2 separate regions of the Delphinus delphis genome follow, and region 2 is linked to region 1. Evidence: chromatin contacts called from public Hi-C data. All regions are on one chromosome and are shown on one strand. Each heading gives the region's core, a stretch centred on a gene start, on an enhancer-like site or on the middle of the called end of the contact. The rest is flanking DNA. Distances are from core to core; before and after follow the strand shown.

Evidence for each region. A called contact is a pair of places that touch in the nucleus more often than the background predicts.
Region 2: a contact with region 1 is called in a Hi-C map of muscle, with 4 times the contacts expected there. The contact joins the promoter of AP3M2 here to the promoter of POLB in region 1. A contact is called at or near these places in 2 of 3 Hi-C or Micro-C datasets (lung and muscle).

What each region holds. Positions count from the first base shown.
Region 1 is chr21:2,840,673-2,845,512 of mDelDel1.2, reverse strand. POLB (DNA polymerase beta) reads left to right here and starts at 2,919. Exons shown (of 15, transcript XM_060001072.1): 1 at 2,919-3,104; 2 at 3,428-3,485. The coding sequence starts at 3,044.
Region 2 is chr21:3,014,995-3,020,184 of mDelDel1.2, reverse strand. It overlaps AP3M2 (adaptor related protein complex 3 subunit mu 2), which reads left to right and starts at 2,038. Exons shown (of 9, transcript XM_060001517.1): 1 at 2,038-2,076; 2 at 3,604-3,884. The coding sequence starts at 3,612.

The sequences.
Region 1 (4,840 bases), core at 1,670-4,169:
GCTCCCCATCGCTCGCGTTACCGCCTGAGCTCCGCCTCCTGTCAGATCAGCGGCGGCATTAGATTCTCATTGGAGCACAAACCGTACTGTGAATTGTGCATGTGAAGGCTAGGCTGCACGTTCCTTATGAGAATCTAATGCCTGATGATCTGAGGTGGAGCTGAGGCAGTGATGCTAGCGCTGGGGAGCGGCTCTAAGTACAGATTATCATTAGCAGAGAGGTTTGACTGCACAGAGACCATCATAAATCAATTGCTTGCAGACTCATATCAAAACCCTATCAGTGAGTGGCAAATGAAAACAAGCTCAGGGCTCCCACTGATTCTACATTCTGGGGAGTTGTATAATTATTTCATTATATACTACAATGTAATAATAATAGAAATAAAGTGCACAATAAATGCAGCCCTTGAATCATTCCACAACCATCCCCCGCACCGACCCCGGTCCATGGAAAAATTGTCTTCCACGAAACCGGTCCCTGGTGCCAAAAAGGTTGGGGACCGCTGCTTTAGGGGATAAGAGCAGAAGTGGGGAGGCCACTAGGAGGCTGTGGTAGTAATTGGGAAGCAAAATCATGGTAGACTGGACTAGGGTGGTGGCAGCAGAAGCAGTGAGAGGTGATCCAATTCAGAATAAATATTCTGGAGACAGACCAGACAAGACTTGCTGACAGATTGGATGTGGGGTGTGAAGAGAGCAATTAAGAATGACTCCTAGGATTTTGGCCTGATGGCAGGGTGATTAAATGTCATTAATGGATATGGGGAAAAGTTAAGGAGAAGCTAGAGGGGCAAGAAGCAAGAGTTTGTAGGACATTTTGTCTTTGAGATGGTATATGAGACTAGAGTTCAAGGGAGATCAGGGCTAGAAATATAAAAGGAGTCTTCAAGCTAACTTCGCATTTAAAAGGGCGAAGCTGGACAGAGTGGAAAAGCTGGTTAAAGGCTCAAGGCCTGAGGCACTTTCCCACAAGGCTGGAGAGTGGAGGAGGAGCTGGGAACCAGCACACACACAAACAAACCAACACCTGAGAAGGGGTGGCTAGTAAGGAAGATTGAGGAAGAAGGGAAACCCAGAGCACGGGCTAACTTAGAAGCCAAGTGAAAACAAATTGTTTCCAGAAGAGAGTGAATGAGTGGATCAAATGTTACTGGTTTATCCAAGAAGATGAGCACAGAGAATTGATCATTTTCCTTGGATTTTCTGGCACTGATCTTTTAAAAGTTGACATAACTCATATAGGGATCCCACAGTTCCCTAAAGTTGTAACTTTCATTATCCAGAGGTGAATAAAAACTTTTTTTTAAAATGAGAAATGATCATTCTTCGGAACCAAATAATATGAACATAACCTGGAATAGAGATTGCATAGGAGAAAAGGAGAACAGAGAATATCTAAATGAAGGTGGGAATCAAGGTGGCAAGAAGCTTTAGAATAAAGTTAAAAGGCAAGGGACAAGAGGATAGTGCAAATACTTACAAAAACTTTACAAGTAAAATATACAAAAAAGTGTTAGTAGTAATATTTTAAAAATCTAACAAGTTCATAACAGACAACTACCCCATTAGAAAAATGAACTGGTGGCACAGTGGTTAAGAATCCACCTGCCAATGCAGGGGACATGGGTTCAATCGCTGGTCCAGGAAGACCCCACATGCCATGGAGTAACTAAGTCCATGCACCACAGCTACTGAACCTGTGTGCCACAACTACTGAAGCCCGTGCACCAAGAGTGCAGCAACGAAGACCCAACGCAGCCAAAAATAAATAAATAAATAAGAAAAATGAACAAAGGATATAAATAGGAAATTCAGAAAAGAAGAAATACAAATGTCCAAGAAGCATAATTTAAGATGTACACTGACAGTGTAAATAAGAACAACAACAACAACAAAAACCCACACAGCCTAATCACAAAAACTTATTTTATCTAAATAATTATTCCATTATTGAAAAGGATTTAGAAAGGACTGGATTAGAAGACTGGAAGTATATGTCCCAAAATATTGATAGTGGTTAAACTGGATGGTGAGATAATCATTTATGTTACTTTTCTATTCTCCTTTTATATATTTCTTAGATTTTTCTACAGCAACCATGTATCATTTTGTTAAGCTTTTAATTTATTTATACACAAAGCAATTGCCTGGAATTGGCAGTTGAGTACGAACCCCAGGAGTTACTCTTGTAAGTAACATATTGCTGATGTCACATTTCCATTTCTTAAGCAGAACTATAAATTTTTCAGTTATAGGTCATCATGTTGTAATGACAGTTGCATTGCTCATTATCTAGGTTAAGGGCTTCTTAGTGTTTTTTTCACTTTGGCCCCTGCCGCAAAAGGAGGGGAATAAAACATAAAATATCTTTTGACACTGGTTGGCATATCTGCTAAAAAGTTTAGTATGGGAGGCATTCCTGTGATCGGCAGATTTCATTCCAGACTCCTGCCGCAGCCTTACAGGACTCCTCTGCAGCGGGGACTGCATTGCGGCCTATGTACTCTACTCGCACCCCATCATCTTACATACCCCATCATCTTACATACCCCACCATCTGAAGTTTTGACTTCAGAGTCAAAACCAGACTTCCCTTCTACGGAGAGGACTGAAGAAAACGTTATGCCTGGGAAGACAGGTACAACGCCTTAGGTTAGGAGTCCAAGTCTTCCCATAGGAACCCCACTGGGTTGTAATCCTGAGGCTCCCATTTCCCTTCCGCCAAATCTAAGCTCGGGTCCAACATCCTCCTCCCGGTCCTGCAGGCTCCAGGATCCTTTTTCTCTCTCGCCGTTGAGGCCCCTCCCCGGCCCCGCCCCCTGGCATTGGGTCCCCCACCGGCCCCGCCCCTCCCTGTGACGTCACTCGTGCGCCGCGCCCCGCCCCCCCAGTCAGAAGCCCTCATTGTTCAGCCAGTCGCGCTGGTTTCGCCGCGTTGGGCTGATCCTGCGTCCTCTCCAGGTCGCAGCTCCTCCCGAAAGCTGGGCAAGGGGACCATCCCTGGCTGTGAGCTCTCTGCGGTCCTCGGGTGCAGGCCACCATGAGCAAACGGAAGGCGCCGCAGGAGACGCTCAACGGGGGCATCACCGACATGCTCACAGGTTAGCCCGGCCCGGCGCCGCTGCCTTTCTCCTCTCCTCCCTCCCCGCTGCTTTCCCTTCCTTCTCTCGAGTCCCGACAGCCCAAGGATGTCCGGCCCCTAGCAGCCCGGAGTCTTCCGTGCAGATCTTCCTCCGGCGCCGGTGGCAGATTGTCAGTCCTGCTGGAGACCCTTGAGTCACGCTTGGGCTGCCCTTAGCCTGGCCGGTGTACAAGCGGGGAGGTCCCTGTCCCTTAAGAGGTCGTTACGCCTCCTTCCAGGAAACTCAGTTCTCGTTTGTTTACTCGTGGTTCTTGTTCACCGAGCCTCTTGTTGCCTTTTCAGAACTCGCAAACTTTGAGAAGAACGTGAACCAGGCTATCCACAAGTACAATGCCTACAGGTGGGACGGGGGGGCATTCTCTGTTAGCATGCGTTCTCGGATGTGTGGCAATTAACAGGGCTGAGGGTCCAGTGGATATGAGGACCGTCTGTAGGAGGGGATAAAAAGCAAGAACTGAGGGTATTGACTCTGGTGGCACTTTACTGCGATATTTCTGGGAGAATTTGGGCAGAGTTCTGTAGGATCAGTTTTGATTAGTTGCCAATTCTGATTGAAAATAGGCTAAGACATATTTTTCCCATCATTGAACGTGAATTACTGAAAATGCAGTTTGATTTTAAGTCATAATGAAAGACAGTGGGTGAGGTCTGTGCTGTAAAGTAGATGTGGTTCAGGGGAATCTTTCCATCTGGTTGGTGTGTGGCTGATCTGTCACCTTTTGAATCTCATCCTTGTCCATTTCACCAGGGCCGTTATCCTAGCCGTTAATGCCATATCCGCCTGCTTCCGCCCCTTTAATCTGTAAACATGTCCAAGTCCCTCAGCTCTTAAGAGCAAAAACAAAGCAATCTTCTTCACCTCCCTCTGCCCTCTAGCTAGCACCTTTTTCTTTCCTCCACTTTACAGTTAACCTTGAATAATCTGTATTCCTTGCCTGGATTTCCTCATCCCCAGTCATTCTTTATCTCATTGCAGTGTAATTTCCATCCTGCCATTCCTCTGAAAAGGTTCTCACCCGTATCTCATCTTACTGGACTCTCAGTGGCATCATCTTGACTTCCATGATGGCACAATCTTCTGTTCTTTCTCCTCTTGTATCTTACCTTTTAATGTTGGTAGTTCCCAGAGGTCTGCCCTGAGCCCTCTTTTCTCACTTTTATACTTTCCTTGGCAATCTTACCATTCTTGGCTTTGAATACCAGTCAGTGACTCCAGATCTGTATTCACTGGGCTTTTCTCCAGATTTTCAAGCCTATGTTACCTTTGTCTCTACCCTTTCAAAACTAAACTCAACTCCCATCTTTGCTTCTCACTCACCATAACTAAAAGCTGATTACACTCCCTTTCGTTGCCTCCTGTGAATTCCTCCGTAAAATATTTGTACTGTTGTCCACACATTTGATGATCTCAAAATCAGAGAGCGATTCAACCCCGTATTCTACTTGAGTCTCAGGTGGCTTCAGAGAGGAGGTGTTTAGTCTTCAAGGAGCCCATCAGGAGATAAGGGAGAGGAGGAACAATCTAGAGAAAGGAAACAAAATGAGCCAAGGCACTGAGACACGAAGGGGTATTGCATTTTCTAGGAAGTCAGTAATTCAGTTTGCATAAGGGGTATAGTCTGAGTGGGCAATAAGTCTGGAAAAGCAGGTGATGCCCTACCACCCCTGCAGGCTCCTCCCCAGCCCCCAGTCCCC
Region 2 (5,190 bases), core at 789-3,288, 180 kb before region 1:
ATAACAATTAACAATTATTACATGCAAACTATTGTATACAGAATGGGTAAACAATAAGTTCCTACTGTACAGCACAGGGAACTATATTCAATATTCTGTGATAAACCGTAATGGAAAAGAATATGAAAAAGAATGTCTACATGTGCATAACTGAATCACTTTGCAGTACAGTGGAAATTAAGACAGCATTGTAAATCAACTATACTTCAATAAAATAAATTTTAAAAAACAACAATTATTACAAAGCTCACGACCACCTGGCTCCTACTTACCCCCTCCCCAATCTCATTTTAGGAAAAAAAAAAAAAGAAGAAAGTCTTCATTCTTTCTCCTGTTCTAGCTCAGCTATAGTTTCCTCTCTCGTCTCTAGAGCTTTCCACATGTACTCTTCTCTGTCCTTCCCCCAGTGGAATCTGTATTCCTCTTTCAGGTTTCAGTTTAGATGGACTTCCCTGACTCTAAGTCTGCCCCTTCCACCAGCAACGCCCTGCCCCCCCCCCCATGTGCTCCTTGCTCATCACACCGTTTTGTAATTGCTTCTCATTTGTCTTCTCAGCCAGGCTCTCTGACAAGAGACTCGGCCTGTGATGTTGGTCATTGCAGCATGCCCAGCACAGGGCTTCATACACAGGAAGCTCTCAGCAAAGGTTAATTCAGTGAATGAGTGAGAAATGCCCGCAGCAGTGATAGCATCTCTGCACCTTAGACACACATTGCTTAGTAACCGTGTGTAATTGTATCTTGTGCTGTTTCTTAGGCAGTAACAATCGCTGACACTTTTCTAACTCAGTCCTCACAACAACTTTCCGAAGTAGGTACTGAAGTAGGTACTATTAGTGTCCTTATTTGAAAGTAAGGAACTTGACGTTTAGGGAAGTTAAGATACTTTCTCAATGACACAGCTGGTAAAGTGTTGGAGCAGGATTCAAACCCGGGGGTCTGGCACCAGAGCCCCTAACCCTACAGGAGGATGCCTCATGACTCAGCCATTCTGATTTGGGGTTGTCTCTCGGACTTCGTTCAAAATTAGCCAACTATCTGCCCTTAGCAAGTATGGCAAGGAACAATCCATGCCACTTTCAGTAAACGCCTATCATGGTCCTGTGTCAGGAGGAGCTGCCGCTCCAAGTGAAAACCACAGCACAGGCAGGGAGACGCGCTCCTTGTCGGGGGCATTGTTACCATCATCACCACAGCTTACCATTTTATTGAACATATTCAATGTCCAGGCACCGCGGCAAACCCCTTCCACACCCCATCCCACTTAACAACTAGGTTTAACCTTGTCTTTTGACTTCTACTGCATGCTTTTCTGGGTCACAGTGGCTTGACTCAAAATAGTCATCAGAGCTCCACTGCAATTTGGAGAGAGACCTGCCCAACCCTCTCATTTTCAGATCTGGGAACTGAGACTCTGAAAGGTTAAGTGCCTTGCCCAAGGTCGAGCAGGTGGTGGTCCAGCTGGGGCTGAAAGAGGCCGCCTGAATCCTGGTTCAGAGCTCTTGACAGGACGCCGTTACAGCCAATCACCTTTACTCAATGCACGTAAATGAAAAGGCATCACGTCCCTTTTTAAATGCACTTATTTAATGGAGAGTAGTTATTACTGCTCAGGATTTATTATCCATGATATGCTCTTCGATAAATCGTGCCCTGTAAGTCACACTTTTTGCATTCCTTTCGAGGCGCACTCCGCGGTTACGCAGGTGGCAGGGAAGACACCCGGGCCCTTTGTGACTGGGTGGCTAGGGGCCGGGCGGTCCGCCAACTGTTCATGACAGCCAATCAGGGCTCAGAGTCCCAGAGCTGCACCAATCAGAGATTACCGGAGCCTGAACAAGGGCCAATTGGGGGCTCCAGAACAGGGTGAGAGGCGGATCGCGATCAATCAGAGGGGAGCAATGGATCGCCGATGCCCAATGAGCGGCCTTCAGACCTCCGTCGCGGGCGGTGCTGGCGAGAGTCCCGCTGGCCGGCCAATCAGCGGGCGAGCGGCGGCCGGCGGGCGCGGGGGGGCCCCTGGGGGCGGGGCCTGCCCGCGCGGCCGAACGGTGGGCGCTGCGAAGAGCAAGTGGGGTAAGGAGGGCTGATGACCCGGGTCCCGGGTGGGGCTGGGCGCGCGGGGGTCTGGGCGGGGGCGCGCGGGGGTCTGAGCGGGGGCGCGCGGGGCAGGGGCGGGGCCACGGGGTGCCGCCTGACCGATCCTCCGAGCTGCGTGATGCAGCAGGGAGAGGTGAGCGGCTGAGTCCCGGTCTAGGGAGGTGGCCTGCTCCGGCCGGAGGGCTGGGGGAGGAGGGGACACTGTTGTCATGGCGACGCAGGTGCGCAGACGTGCGACCCTTTTCAGCCCCGGATCGTGCGCACACCTTAATCCGCCCGCGTCTACCTCGCCCCAAGCTGCCTCCATCCTCCCTGCGACCAGCGCAGAAATAACCCTCGTTGGCAGCCGACTCTGCGCCGCCACAGCGTGGCTCCCCGGCCCCTCTCCCTCCCGCAGCCTCGTCGCCGGCAGAGAGATTAAGCTCACCCTGAGGCACTTGTTACAACAGGCCTTCGCGATTTGGCCACCTGGACCAGTTAGCGGAGTGGCCACAGCTGGGGTCCCGCGCGGCCGCCTCGTTTCTGGGGACTGGCACCGTAGAGATGCCGCCGCCTGAGGGACCTGGGGGATCCCCCCAGAGGGATTTTTTTTTTTTAAAGGCATCCAATGTAGAGCCTTGGCATAACATGTAGTTAGAAAATGGGGTCTGACTGGATAAATCAAGATCACGACAGCTCTATTCCGTGGACCATCGCTATCCAGTAGAAATAGGCAGCGATCCACATACTGTGTAATTTTACATGTTTTAGTAAGCACATTTAAAAAATAAACCAGTTGAATTAATTTTTATATCTTTTATTTACCCAATATATCCAAAATATCAATATTAAGTATAATCCGTATTAAGTTAATATTATTAATTGACTTAATTAATTGATATTAAATTATTGGTAAGCTATCTTAAATTCTTTTTTTTTTTCCATAAAAAGCCTTCAAAATCTGGTGCGAGTCTTACATTCACAGCACATCTCAGTTTGGACCAGCCACATCTGAAGTACTCAGTGGCCCCATTTGTCCGATGGCTACTGTATGAGACTACACAAACATAACCATTTCTTATAGGTGTGTATTGTTGCCAAATACATGAAACTCATCAGTGTTCTTTGAAGCCCTCTTGTTACAAGGAGGCAACAAAAAACATGAGGCAGGGACTTTTCTTCTCAAGGAGCTGCCAGTCCAGTTGAGAAAATAGACACTCAAAAATTAAGTGGAATTTTAAGTGGATATGATTCAGGCAGTAGTAAAGATGACAGTATATGATTAGCTGACAAATGAGATGGCTGATAATTACCCTTAGGAATTCTAGGGAGTGATACTTCGGGCTCCTGCAATAGCGGAAGACTTGAGTCTCGTCTTGGAAGGTGGGTAAGAAGGCTTGGGCTGCTGCACGGATGGGGAGGGGGTTTTGGTTGACTGCAACTGATCAGAGCTTCTCTTGTTTTTAGAGTTGAGCGTTTGCAGAGGCTGTCGGACGGAAAAAGACTTTCCTCTCTCACTGACAGCCTCCACCATGATTCACAGCCTTTTCTTGATCAACTCCTCTGGAGATATTTTCCTGGAGAAACACTGGAAGAGTGTGGTCAGCCGTTCTGTTTGCGATTACTTTTTCGAGGCACAAGAGCGAGCAACTGAGGCTGAAAATGTTCCTCCAGTTATCTCCACCCCTCACCACTATCTCCTAAGTGTTTACCGTCACAAGATCTTTTTTGTGGCTGTGATCCAGACGGAGGTGCCACCTCTGTTTGTCATTGAGTTCCTTCACCGAGTAGTGGACACATTTCAGGTGCGTGAATGTGAGGAAGTTCATCCATGTACCTTACAAAGTGTCTTTATAGTTCTGTTTCCATTGTTTTCAGCCTCAGTGAAGGAACTTAAAAAAGAAATTAAAACTCTGACTTTGCTCACTTCCTCTCCCATCTGGTAAGATGCTTTTTTTCTATTTATTGAACGGGCTGCACCTAGAATGACAGGTTGTATACTTTTGAACCCGTTGCCTGGGAAAGCCACCCTACTTGGTATGATGGTATACAGTCATTTCATTTCTAGAGAATGGAATTATCCTACATTTTGTTCACAAAGCTGATGAGGTTCGATTTTTTATTTATGGTAGACTTGATGTTAACCATCGTTAACGACATTGCTTTGAGTTGCATCAAAAAGTGATTCACTCACCCTGGCAGGGGTAACTTGGGAACCCATCCTTCAGCTTGAATTTGGGGTGCTCGTCCACAGCATATGAGTACCAGTGACGGGCTGTTTTTTGCAAACTTAACATTGGAAAATCTTCTGTACCTGTAAAAACTTAAGTGACACATTTTCCAAGAGACAGTTTTCATTTCGAGTTTTTCCTTCAGGAATAGATTTGGAGATCTTGGGGCGTGGGAAGGTATGTCATACCAGGATGTCAACACCCTTTATGGCACGGGATTCTAGGCTGCCCAGACTCTGGATTCAGACATTTTCTCCCTAAAAGGATTGCTCAACTTCTAACGGTTGTGGTTGTTTGCATAACTCAACGATCCATGAGAATCAAGGGCCCTTTGCGTTAACTTCTGTGTCATGTGAGGCCTGGAACTGGTCATATGAATATAGAAATTGTGGGATTGGAGAAGAAGAGAACAAGGACCCAGACATTACGATAAAAATTAAAAAGCAAGTCAAAGAGTCCTTTCATTTACCCTCAGATATAGATCACATGTTTAGAACAGTTTCATTCTCCAAAGAATATACGTATATTTATATTTTTTCCCCAAATTCTTTTCTGGTAGTTCTGTTCTGGGATCCCAGTGGCATACTTGTTCCATCACACAGTGAAATCCTGAGAATGATAAACCCCAGTATGTGGAAGAACTAGAATAGCCCAGCAGTATTGATCTTCAGCCGCTGGAGCTGGGCCTTGTTAGGATTTCCACAGGGATGCTTTACGCCGTTAACAGTCTGCTCCCTATCTCCGTAGTGATACGATGTAACTTATTACAAGGCAGGAAGTGAGAAATGTTGTTTAATCTAGTTGAAACCACAGAGGAATTGGGGAAAACCTCAAAGTGGCTACTTTGGAAGGCTGGGACTTCAGAGCTTGCCATTTTGGA